3 separate regions of the Mus musculus genome follow, and regions 1 and 2 are each linked to region 3. The links are chromatin contacts, called in public Hi-C and HiChIP or PLAC-seq maps. All regions are on one chromosome and are shown on one strand. The core of a region is the stretch at or near the end of the contact, and the rest is flanking DNA. Distances in the headings are between cores, read along the strand shown. Region 1 has its middle 94 kb from the start of St8sia4. Region 2 has its middle 28 kb from the start of 4930598F16Rik. Region 3 holds the start of St8sia4 (ST8 alpha-N-acetyl-neuraminide alpha-2,8-sialyltransferase 4).

Region 1 (3,194 bases), core at 56-2,555, 95 kb before region 3:
CCAGAGGAAGAAATACCTTATTTTTAAAATTTTATGACAAATAAAATAATCTGAAAAAAACTGGTCTAGATTAAGTTTCTCCTGGGCTCTTCAAACTTACTTCTCAAGGTTTTCCCATGATTACCAAACTGGTTACCAAACCTAAACACGAAATTAGTTTTTCTTAAGTTCTCTGAGTCATCATTTCTAAGGGCTACTATGCTGTATGTCACATATTTTAAACTTGTGCATTTTCCCTTGTTACTCTGTATTTTGTTGCAAAGTTCTCAGTTGTATACTCACGGGCCACAAAAAGTAGTTATTACCTTATAGCCCATAAAGTTTAAGCACCAAGAAACCAAAAGAGACCAGAAAAAGTTTCTGAAAAGTGATGGGCATAGAGTATCATAAAACTACATTTAGATCTATAATAGCTATCATTTAATACAATCAGGGTTCTCGTCACCTGCATGTATTTTCTCCTTAAGATAGCCTGTTTCCTTTGGAGCAAATAGATTTAAATGCTTGCAGTGAGGAAAAATGCTTACCTAGAGAACCAACCTATAATTAACAGAACTTTTTTACTTGAGATATGCAGGTGTGCATAGGGAGCACATTTTGACCCATGCAGAGAGACTGGTGTTGCATCTGGAAAATCGTTAAGAGGATGCCATCAGAGAAGTTTTTTTTTGTTGTTGTTGTTTTTTGTTTTGTTTTTTTATCTGAGCATTTAAACAGAAACGTACTTTGAAAAATGTTTGTTCATGGTCTAGAATATCAAATAAAAATTTAAAAATATAAGTATTTGTAGAAATAGCACCAACAAACAAAATGATAAGAGAAATATCCAACAGTATCTGATGACTCACAATTCATCTTTTATTCTTGCTAAAAATCATGCAGCATAAGCCACATGTCATTGAAAAATATAAAGATGTTGTAAATTATCAAGGAAAATGAAGGACTCTAAATTCTTGAGTGTTTTAATTACATGGCAATATTGCTTCATTTTCTGGGATTGGGGCAGCTAGCTTTTTATAGTTTCATAACTAGTCCTACTGGTGCATCATAAAATTTTTCTAAATATTAAAATCATATTCTATCAATTACTGGATCTTAGCTGTGTCAGATATTAGAGTCTTTGACAGCATTATAACTTTCTATAGTTAACAAGTTAGGCAGTTTGAGGAAAGAATTCCCACATAGGTTCAGGCATTGGAATACTTGGTCCCCAGTTGCTGTTCCATGGAGGATACAAAACCTTTAGGAAGTAGCCTTGTGGGAGTAAGAACTCATTGGAGATTATAGCTTTGATGTGCTTCTGTTTTCCTCTCTCAGCTTCTAGCTGGTCAATGAGCTGTCTTCTCTGGCTGCCTGATGCAATCTCATCTTTGTCATTTTGAACTGTTTGATAGAACTATAATCCCAAATCAATCCTTATTTCTATAGGTAGCCTTTGTCAGGCTGGTTTTACTATAAGCAAATAGGCAATTAACACAACAGGAAAGAATTTTTTAAAAAACTAGATTGATTTTATAGCAAATGAGTGAGAAAGACAAATTCACCGCAGACCTGTGGCTTTCCCTCTAGCTTTTGCTTATTCACTTTCCGGTTATGTATTATGAAAGTCCCCACAAATCAACAACGACGGCATGTACAGTCTTAAAATGTGCTGCAATCAACTAACACGAATGTACTCCAGAAAAGTTCAGAAATATTTGGGAAGATATTTCTTTATGTATAGATACCGATTTTTTTCCCTTCAGGGATTTGATGAAGCAATCTCCTTGCTAGAATCTTTTTGCGTTTTGAAAGGATTGTTCTACCCCGCTCTCTGGGCCAGTAGCTGATCAGCTTGATCCAGACACTTCCTTGCCTTCTCAGCACAGAAGCAGAAGCGTGTGAACTGTGTGAATGTAGTGATATCCCCCTCACTCCTTTTTGTCATGTGTTAGCTAGCAATATGTTTTAATGAACTTTCTAAATCCATCACTTATTTTACTTCATAGTGACCTTTGAGATCACTATACCTATTTCCTCTGTACTTGTCACCCTGTACTATCTAAATCCAGCCAGCTACCCATGGGGGATGATGGTATTACATTCTTTCTTTTGAAGTTAAAAGGTAATTACATAATTTCTGCTTCCATTTTCTATCACCAGACTCTGTCATATAACTCCCCTATCCTTTCTCAAATCCATGGTGTTGAGAGTATAGTTGAGTGGTTGAACACTTGACTGCACATTGGTGATCTTTCTTTTTATCATTGATTCTTGTTACACACACACCTCGTTGTGTATATTATTACTTGTAGGTATATTTTCAGAGCTGTTTATTTGCCACAGAGAACAAAATTAATGTGTTCTTCCATGAGCATGACCACTTCTCCCACTCTGGGATTTCCTTAGTTGCCCACAGATCTTTGTGGAGAACTGGAGCTTTGGGAGCTTCCCCCAATCTACATCTGTATGTTTCATATTGTTATCTTTGTTCAACCCAGGTTATGCAGTCATATGGGTGAGACTTTCTGGGATATACCTTCTGATAGTAATATGAGATACTAGCTCACAGCAGATACTCTAATTTGGCTCTTCCAATACTTCTACCTCCTCTTGAAGGCTCTTCCAATACTTCTACCTCCTCAAGCCTTATGTGCAAGATATGTTTTATATATCTATCAAGTAGGACTGGGCTTTATAGCTCTGCCTTTTGATTGGTTGTCATTTTTGTAACGGTTTCTATCTGCTGTAATGAGAAGTTTCCCTGATGTGGGACACGGACTACACTTATCTTTGGCCATGGGTACAAAAATTTAGAATGTAATGAGGGATGGTATTGATTTATAAAGTGATGGCCATAGGTTCCTTTACATGAACTATAACTTCACTATTCCTGAATAGTTGGCTAGGGTTACAGTACCAGGAATAGGTACCCTCTTTTTGTGTAGGTGTTATATTCAATTAGAGTGTCATTGGCTACCAATAAGGGATGCACGTAGTACTATACTCCTAGGGCTAATGTACCATGTTGCGTGTTGTGATTATTTATAGGCTTCATACCTCTGTAGGACTGTCTGTTGCTTCCTCCTTTTGGAACTTTGCATTGTGCCTCTGGTAGCAAGAAAAACAGTCTTTAGGGAGGAAGAATTTATGTATGTTCTATATCAGTGACCTCTTGTTCCTGTGCCTGAAGTCCATGGTGCCTTTAACAATAG
Region 2 (3,222 bases), core at 378-2,877, 77 kb after region 3:
TAGATTAAGTTAAAAATAGGTATTCTCCATTAATTTTGTAAAATGTTTTCACTTTCGTTTGTTGTTTTTTGTTTTTTTGTTTTTCTCTAGACAAGGTTTCTCTGTATAGCCCTAGCTGTCCTGGAACCTCTGTAGAACAGGCTGGCCTGCCTCTGCCTCCCAAGTGTGGGATTAAAGGCATACACAGCCACTGACCGGCATGTTTTTACTTTGAAGAAACTATTTAGTGAACTTCCAGGAGCTGTGTCTCCTAGTGATATTTGGGAGCCCTTTCCTAAGCAGTGTTTACTAAGCTCACTTTGAGGAATCTGTAACAATGGTGTAATATCTCTGCACCTTCTTACATTTCAAACATATTTGCAATTTAATGCTTTAGTGATTTAAATATGTTTGGCCCAGGGAGTAGCACTATTAGGAGGTGGGTTGTTGGTGTAGGTTTGTCCTTGTTGTAGATGATGTTGCATTATTGGAGGAAGTCTTTCATTGTAGGGGTAGGCTCTCCTTGCTGCTTAAAGACAATCTTTTCTTGGTTCCCTTCCAAAAAAAAAAAAACCATGTAGAACTCTCAGTTCCTTCTCCAGCACCATTCGTGCTTGGTGGCTGCCATGTTTCTACACTTGATGATAATTGACTGAATTTCTCTGAACCTGCAAATTAGCTTCAATTAAATGTTGTCATTTATAAGTTTTGTCTTGGTCTTGATATCTCTTCACAACAATGGAAACCCTAAGACAAATGTTGATCGTTATTTGTGGTGGAATAATATAAAAAATATGTTTTTTAAACTTTGCTTTATGTGTTCAGATATTTTGCCAAATTGTACGTATATGCATCCCATTTGTTCAGTGTCTATAGAGATCAAAAGTGAAGTCTGAACCCACTGAAACTGGTGTTACAGATGGTTGTGAGCTAGCAGGTCAGTGTTGAGAATCAAACCTTGGTTTGGAAGAGGAACAAGTACTCCAGACCAATGAGGCATCACTCTGGTCCAGCAAAAAGATAAGTGTGTGTGTTTGTGTGTGTGTTCCTGTGCATATATACACTTATGCATATGTATAAGTATGTATATATTTATGTATGCATCTATTTATATGTTGGAAATAACCCAAGTGAAGAAGGAATTAGGGATCACTTATCTATTTTATCATACTCTAGTGTCCTAAATGATGATAATTTATCGATTATTTTTTGTGTTTTTTTTTTCTCAATTCTGTCTTATTTTTCTGTCAGAGAGGTAATAAAACGCAATGCTTGTACAAGAAGACTTCCCTGTCTAAGTAAGCAGAATGTTTTAGAATATGAACAAAGGTCTCTGAAAACTTACTTTCTGAAGTAATGAAGTTAACTATTCCAAATGGCCCCAGAACAATGTGAATCAAACAAATTAATAAGGTGTCCCACATAACTCTCAGAAGACAGGCTTTAGTTTGGAAGATTACAGGCTCATATGCAGAAGTAAGGATAAAGAGTAATAACCTCTGAATTAAAAAACGTTTATAAATAACATGAAACATAAAAAATTATGAGGCTTACCATGTGTTTTAATACACCCCCTCAACAGTATATATTTGTTATTGTCTGTGTTTTGTTTTATTCTGGGCTAAGAGAAATGTATCTTGCATACATTGCTTTAATCTGATTAACTTTTATCAAGAAAGCCACAGAGTTAGGGAGGAAATGATAAGGTTTCCTGTGTGTGTGAATATAAAAAAGTAAAGAAACATAGAAAAGAGTAATAAATTGTGTGAATTGTAGAGGAATTTAAATCCAGCAACGTGACTTAGCTGGCAAGGGATCAAATCCAAAGATATGATCTGGCCAGAATGCACACACACCTTGGATTACAGTATGATCTGGCTGGAATACAGACACACCAGTAGTACACACCTTTAATCCTTAACAATGAAGGCAAAGATAATTTGTAGAAGAAAGCAGCCATGTTTGAAATGGACATCTAATTGATCTAATTCAGGGGCAGACAAAGTGATGAATCAAAAAGATTCGACACAATGAGTCAGAGATAGGATATGCCCAACTTACTCAACAACAGCACAGGGAAGAGAAGTGGAGAGAAAAAGATGTGTGTGGCAGTTTTAGTAGGACCATTTTATAAAGACAGGTGGCAGAGAGAGCAAGCTAGACACAGGTGAAGACAGAACAAACCAGAGAGAGAGAAGGAACCAGAAGATTAGAATGCATTGCCAACATTGGTATGAGGTCAAGCATAGTAAGTCAGTGTGAAGCCAAGAGAAGCCAGATTGAATCAGTCATCTTCAAAGATTAGATTGTATGGAGGGTAGAAGCTTCCAGGCCTAGGCTGAGGGACAGATAGAAAACAGAAAGAAATGTTCTGGGCTCATCTCAAGCCATGTATTAGTACAGCTTGGGTACAGGTCTCATCTTATCACTTCATCTGAGGAAATAAAAGTAACATTTACAGCGGATCTGAGTATGTATTCATAAATAGATACAAGAAAAATAATTTTGGGTCTCAAAAAGATCTCTGTATTAGATTATATTCTCCTTAAAGAGATAGCACATATTAAAATAAAAAGAAAAACAAATTTCAAAACGTGTAGATCTTTGGTTAAACTTTGTACTAATATTATTTTCTTTTATTATTTTACAGGAAATATCATTTCTTTTTATTAAAATGTTACATTAATGTTGTGAAAGACTTGAAAGTATTCGGTTCTCTCATCATGTGCTTACTTCTACTAGTCAGTGAAAGCACATTATATAATATATATTAAACACCATTGAACAAAAATTAATGTTAATTTGAGCTAAGAGCTGGTGATTTTTTTTCTCTGTGGAGTCATTATCTATCTTCATATGAATGCTGGGAAAAGCAAATACACATAACAAAACACACACACATCTTTATATCCATAAATATGTATTGCAGAAACATTGCACAGGACAGGACACATATGACAGAAAGTGCAGACTAGACTCACCTTGGATTGTCTCCAGAGGAAGCATCAATTTTTGGAGTTCAGCTGGACAGCCAGAGATACTGGAGAAACCCCAAAGCATCTGGAGTCTTTAACCTGGAGAAAGGAATGGTGCATGAGCCTCAAAGATAGCAAATCACAGTGATAACAGACTATGGGTTCCATCAAAATTGATAAAGATAGGATTCAAGTAATAGAAGCTTCCACATGAAAGGAGAGACTCAAGGATAGAAGAGATGCTGAAAGACATCAACCCAAATGATAC
Region 3 (2,791 bases), core at 225-2,724:
AAAGCATCCTTCTTCGTTTCAAAGATGCCAGAGACAATGTAAAAACAGAAGGAAATCTCAGCCAGTGCAGTTTCCGACTGTGGAAAGCTCCGGACTTGGGAGGATTTCCGAAACAGGACTTTTAACAGAGTTGACAACAGGGCCATATCCTCAGATGTGCGCTTCCAAGCCTTGTCAGAGACAAGAAGTTACAAATCGCTCGCTCTGCTCCCGGATAGACTTCAAAGGCAGAGAAGCCAGGGGAGAGAGGAAGGAAGTGAGATATTTACAGAACTTAATGGGGCGGAGATTTTGATCACATCTTGACAAACTCAAAAAAAAAGAGCAGATATGGTCTGTAAAGGCGCAGTTCCCAGTTCCCTTCTAAAACTGTAACCATGAAACCCGGGAGTTTTATACGTAGAGGAGTGAATAAGGAATTTTCCTTATTGATACTGAAATGTCTAACTTAAAGAAAGAAAGAAAGAAAGAAAGAAAGAAAGAAAGAAAGAAAGAAAATAGATCTTACAGGCGTCCCCTCCCCCAACAAAAACAAACAAAAAAGAGTAAAGACCCACTTCACTTCTGTGACCATAAACTTTGGAGAACGCCGCTTTTTATGGTGTCCTCATAGACTGGCGGGACACAGAAGGAAAGAAAGAAAGAGAAGGCTTGAGGAGTAAAGACATCTCTGAATTCTGCTCAAGCGTTAAACTGACAAGGGCACTCGTTCTTTGTTGACACTTCTGCAGTGACTTCTTTGGTGAGCTGCACCCTGTGCCAATACATCTTTCACCACCACCACCACCACCACCACCACCACCACCACCACCACCACCACCATTGCACAGGGCAAGTTAAACTCATCCTAGAACCAGCATGGGAAACATGCACACACACCTCCAAAGAGCCTTTGTTATTTAATTCATGACACTCTGCACAAGCACGCCCAAACCAATACACACAGCACTCCAAAAACGTCACTCTCCCGGCTCTAAGCACACTTCACTATGGCTTGATTTGGTGTCATATCCTTGAACATGCATTTACCCGATGAGTTGCGTCTCTTGGTGCTCCTCAGTTCTGGCTATTTCTTTTGTCTTATAAAAGATCAGGAGTAGACTTATAGTGCAGATGGTCCACCGTTTTCTAATTGAGCGCATCTTGGGTGCCCGGGAAAGTCCTGGTTGTCCCAGCTCAGGCACCTTCTCCTGGTATAAAGGCTCCGTTTTGGGATGATAATCAAGGGGGAGAAATCTGAAAATTGCGAAGGGAGCGTGGAGCCGAGATCCCAGAATCAGGTCGCTAGGATGTTCAGCGGTGGAGCTCTCCCGGTTCTCCAGCGCTGCCCAGCTCCCTGCCGCGCAGTTAGCGCTTACCGGGCCCGGGTCGCTCTGCGCCGCCTCCCTGGGGCTCAGGTTTCTTTTCAAATGTGACACCTTGTGCATTGGAGGTGGCGGTTTCTTCTGCAGCTGGGCTCGGGGGCGTCACTGGCCCTTTCCTCGCCGTAGCAGGGAAACGATAAGCAAGGCCAGCCAATCACCGTGCTGAGGGGGCGGAGGCTGCTGTTGCCTTGCGTTACTGGCGGCTGCTCGGAGAGTCGTTGTGAGCTCGGTCTGCACTATGCCGGGTGGAGGAAGCTCACAGTCGCACGCGGACGCGTTCTTGCGCACATGCCCCCAAACCACAGACACACACAGAACCACACTATCTCCTAGGACGCCCAAACGTCAAGGCTCCAGATCCGCCAGCTTCGACACCAGCATTCATCTCATCTGAGAAAGATGAGACTCATCCCACCAGAGGAACGCAATGGCTAGGGATAAGGATAGCTCGAGAAAGCAGCCTATCATTCAAAGCGTGTTTGCTAAACATACGTAAACGCACGGGCGAATAAACCCGACCGAAGCACAGTGAAATCCAACAGGGAAGTGGAAGGGGAACGTTCATTATTCAGTGCACAACTCTGTCTGGAAAATACGATTATTCACAGGAGCTGATGAGCTGATCTCGCCCGCAGAGTGGATGGGTAATGAGGATCCCAGCTTGAAGCTTGAGGTAAGCAAGTGAAGTCGGAGGCATCCTTACGAACATTATGGACACTTCTGTGACCCACGCGTTGTCGTTTGGAAACTCCTCACGAAGTGAAGGCAAATCCAATGCCATTTAAACTTCACTGCTGAGACCAGAATTCTGAGAAAAGGCAGCGTCCTCCGGCACACCCACCAACACATTCGTAATCCTAGGGAAGAAGAAAGGAAGGGTAAAAAGCAGGAAAGGCAGGCTCCTCTTGAAAATCCAACTGAAGTGTATTGGGCTCTGATTTTCACCCCTCTTCCCGCCTACCTTTTTTTTTTTTTTTTTTTTTTTTTTTTTTTTTTTTTTTTTACTTCTATTGTATTGTGCAGCTGGCGCGCTTTCTGAGTATTCTAGCTGAGCACCTCTCCATTCCTAGTTTCTGGCACATTCAAGAGAGCTGACTGCTCAGGCTTATCACACCTAACATCTACATGCTTCCTCAGCAGGAGACAGAGCCTGGAAACCAGACTCCTTCCTATCTGTGTGCCTTGGCCCCAGGATTCCAGAGGCTCTGAAGTCTGACTTCCTGCTCCTTCACTGAGCAGTACCTTTGCTAGTCCATTAGCCCATTAAGTTTGCACTTTCCACATCAGCAAATGAGAAGGCTCACCACCAGGATTTGGGTATCCTTGGACTTAGGAAGAATTCAGAGTGACTCAAGGAGCAGCATTAAGTAGAAAGACATGACCCTTGCTTAAAACCCGAGGTTCTAGAACCTTTGCCTAGCTGCTGA

What was found. A called contact is a pair of places that touch in the nucleus more often than the background predicts. HiChIP or PLAC-seq counts read pairs in DNA pulled down with a chosen protein or histone mark.
Region 1: a contact with region 3 is called in a BATF HiChIP or PLAC-seq map of CD8 T cells, with 11 read pairs. The contact joins the enhancer-like site here to the promoter of St8sia4 in region 3. A contact is called at or near these places in 2 of 39 promoter capture datasets (the HPC-7 cell line and neutrophils), 5 of 484 Hi-C or Micro-C datasets (the G1E-ER4 cell line, granulocytes, group 2 innate lymphoid cells and 1 more), 5 of 115 datasets of contacts at active chromatin or transcription factors (CD8 T cells, the SCID.adh cell line, bone marrow-derived macrophages and 2 more) and 2 of 9 other capture datasets (adipose tissue and liver).
Region 2: a Hi-C map of regulatory T cells shows a contact between it and region 3, with 3 times the contacts expected there. The contact joins the enhancer-like site here to the promoter of St8sia4 in region 3. A contact is called at or near these places in 6 of 39 promoter capture datasets (the C10 cell line, the HPC-7 cell line, HPC-7-derived erythroid cells and 3 more), 2 of 15 datasets of contacts at CTCF or cohesin (the G1E-ER4 cell line and pro-B cells), 32 of 484 Hi-C or Micro-C datasets (B cells, the BV-2 cell line, the Ba/F3 cell line and 19 more), 12 of 115 datasets of contacts at active chromatin or transcription factors (the 230-238 cell line, CD8 T cells, the HPC-7 cell line and 7 more) and 2 of 9 other capture datasets (adipose tissue and liver).

What each region holds. Positions count from the first base shown.
Region 1 is chr1:95,571,501-95,574,694 of GRCm38.p6, forward strand. No RefSeq gene overlaps it. Among named protein-coding and RNA genes, the nearest start is that of St8sia4, 94 kb to the right of the region's middle. Within about 2 kb of position 1,306, at least 57 of the 459 cell types and tissues checked have an H3K27ac peak or open chromatin away from gene starts, as enhancers often do. A contact at or near this core is called in CD8 T cells, the G1E-ER4 cell line, the HPC-7 cell line and 5 more, where this site is marked.
Region 2 is chr1:95,742,969-95,746,190 of GRCm38.p6, forward strand. No RefSeq gene overlaps it. Among named protein-coding and RNA genes, the nearest start is that of 4930598F16Rik, 28 kb to the left of the region's middle. Within about 2 kb of position 1,628, at least 9 of the 459 cell types and tissues checked have an H3K27ac peak or open chromatin away from gene starts, as enhancers often do. A contact at or near this core is called in the G1E-ER4 cell line, group 2 innate lymphoid cells and regulatory T cells, where this site is marked.
Region 3 is chr1:95,666,120-95,668,910 of GRCm38.p6, forward strand. It overlaps St8sia4 (ST8 alpha-N-acetyl-neuraminide alpha-2,8-sialyltransferase 4), which reads right to left and starts at 1,475. Exons shown (of 5, transcript NM_009183.2): 1 at 1,030-1,475. The coding sequence starts at 1,142. It overlaps Gm30431 (predicted gene, 30431), which reads left to right and starts at 1,582. Exons shown (of 4, transcript NR_166710.1): 1 at 1,582-2,037.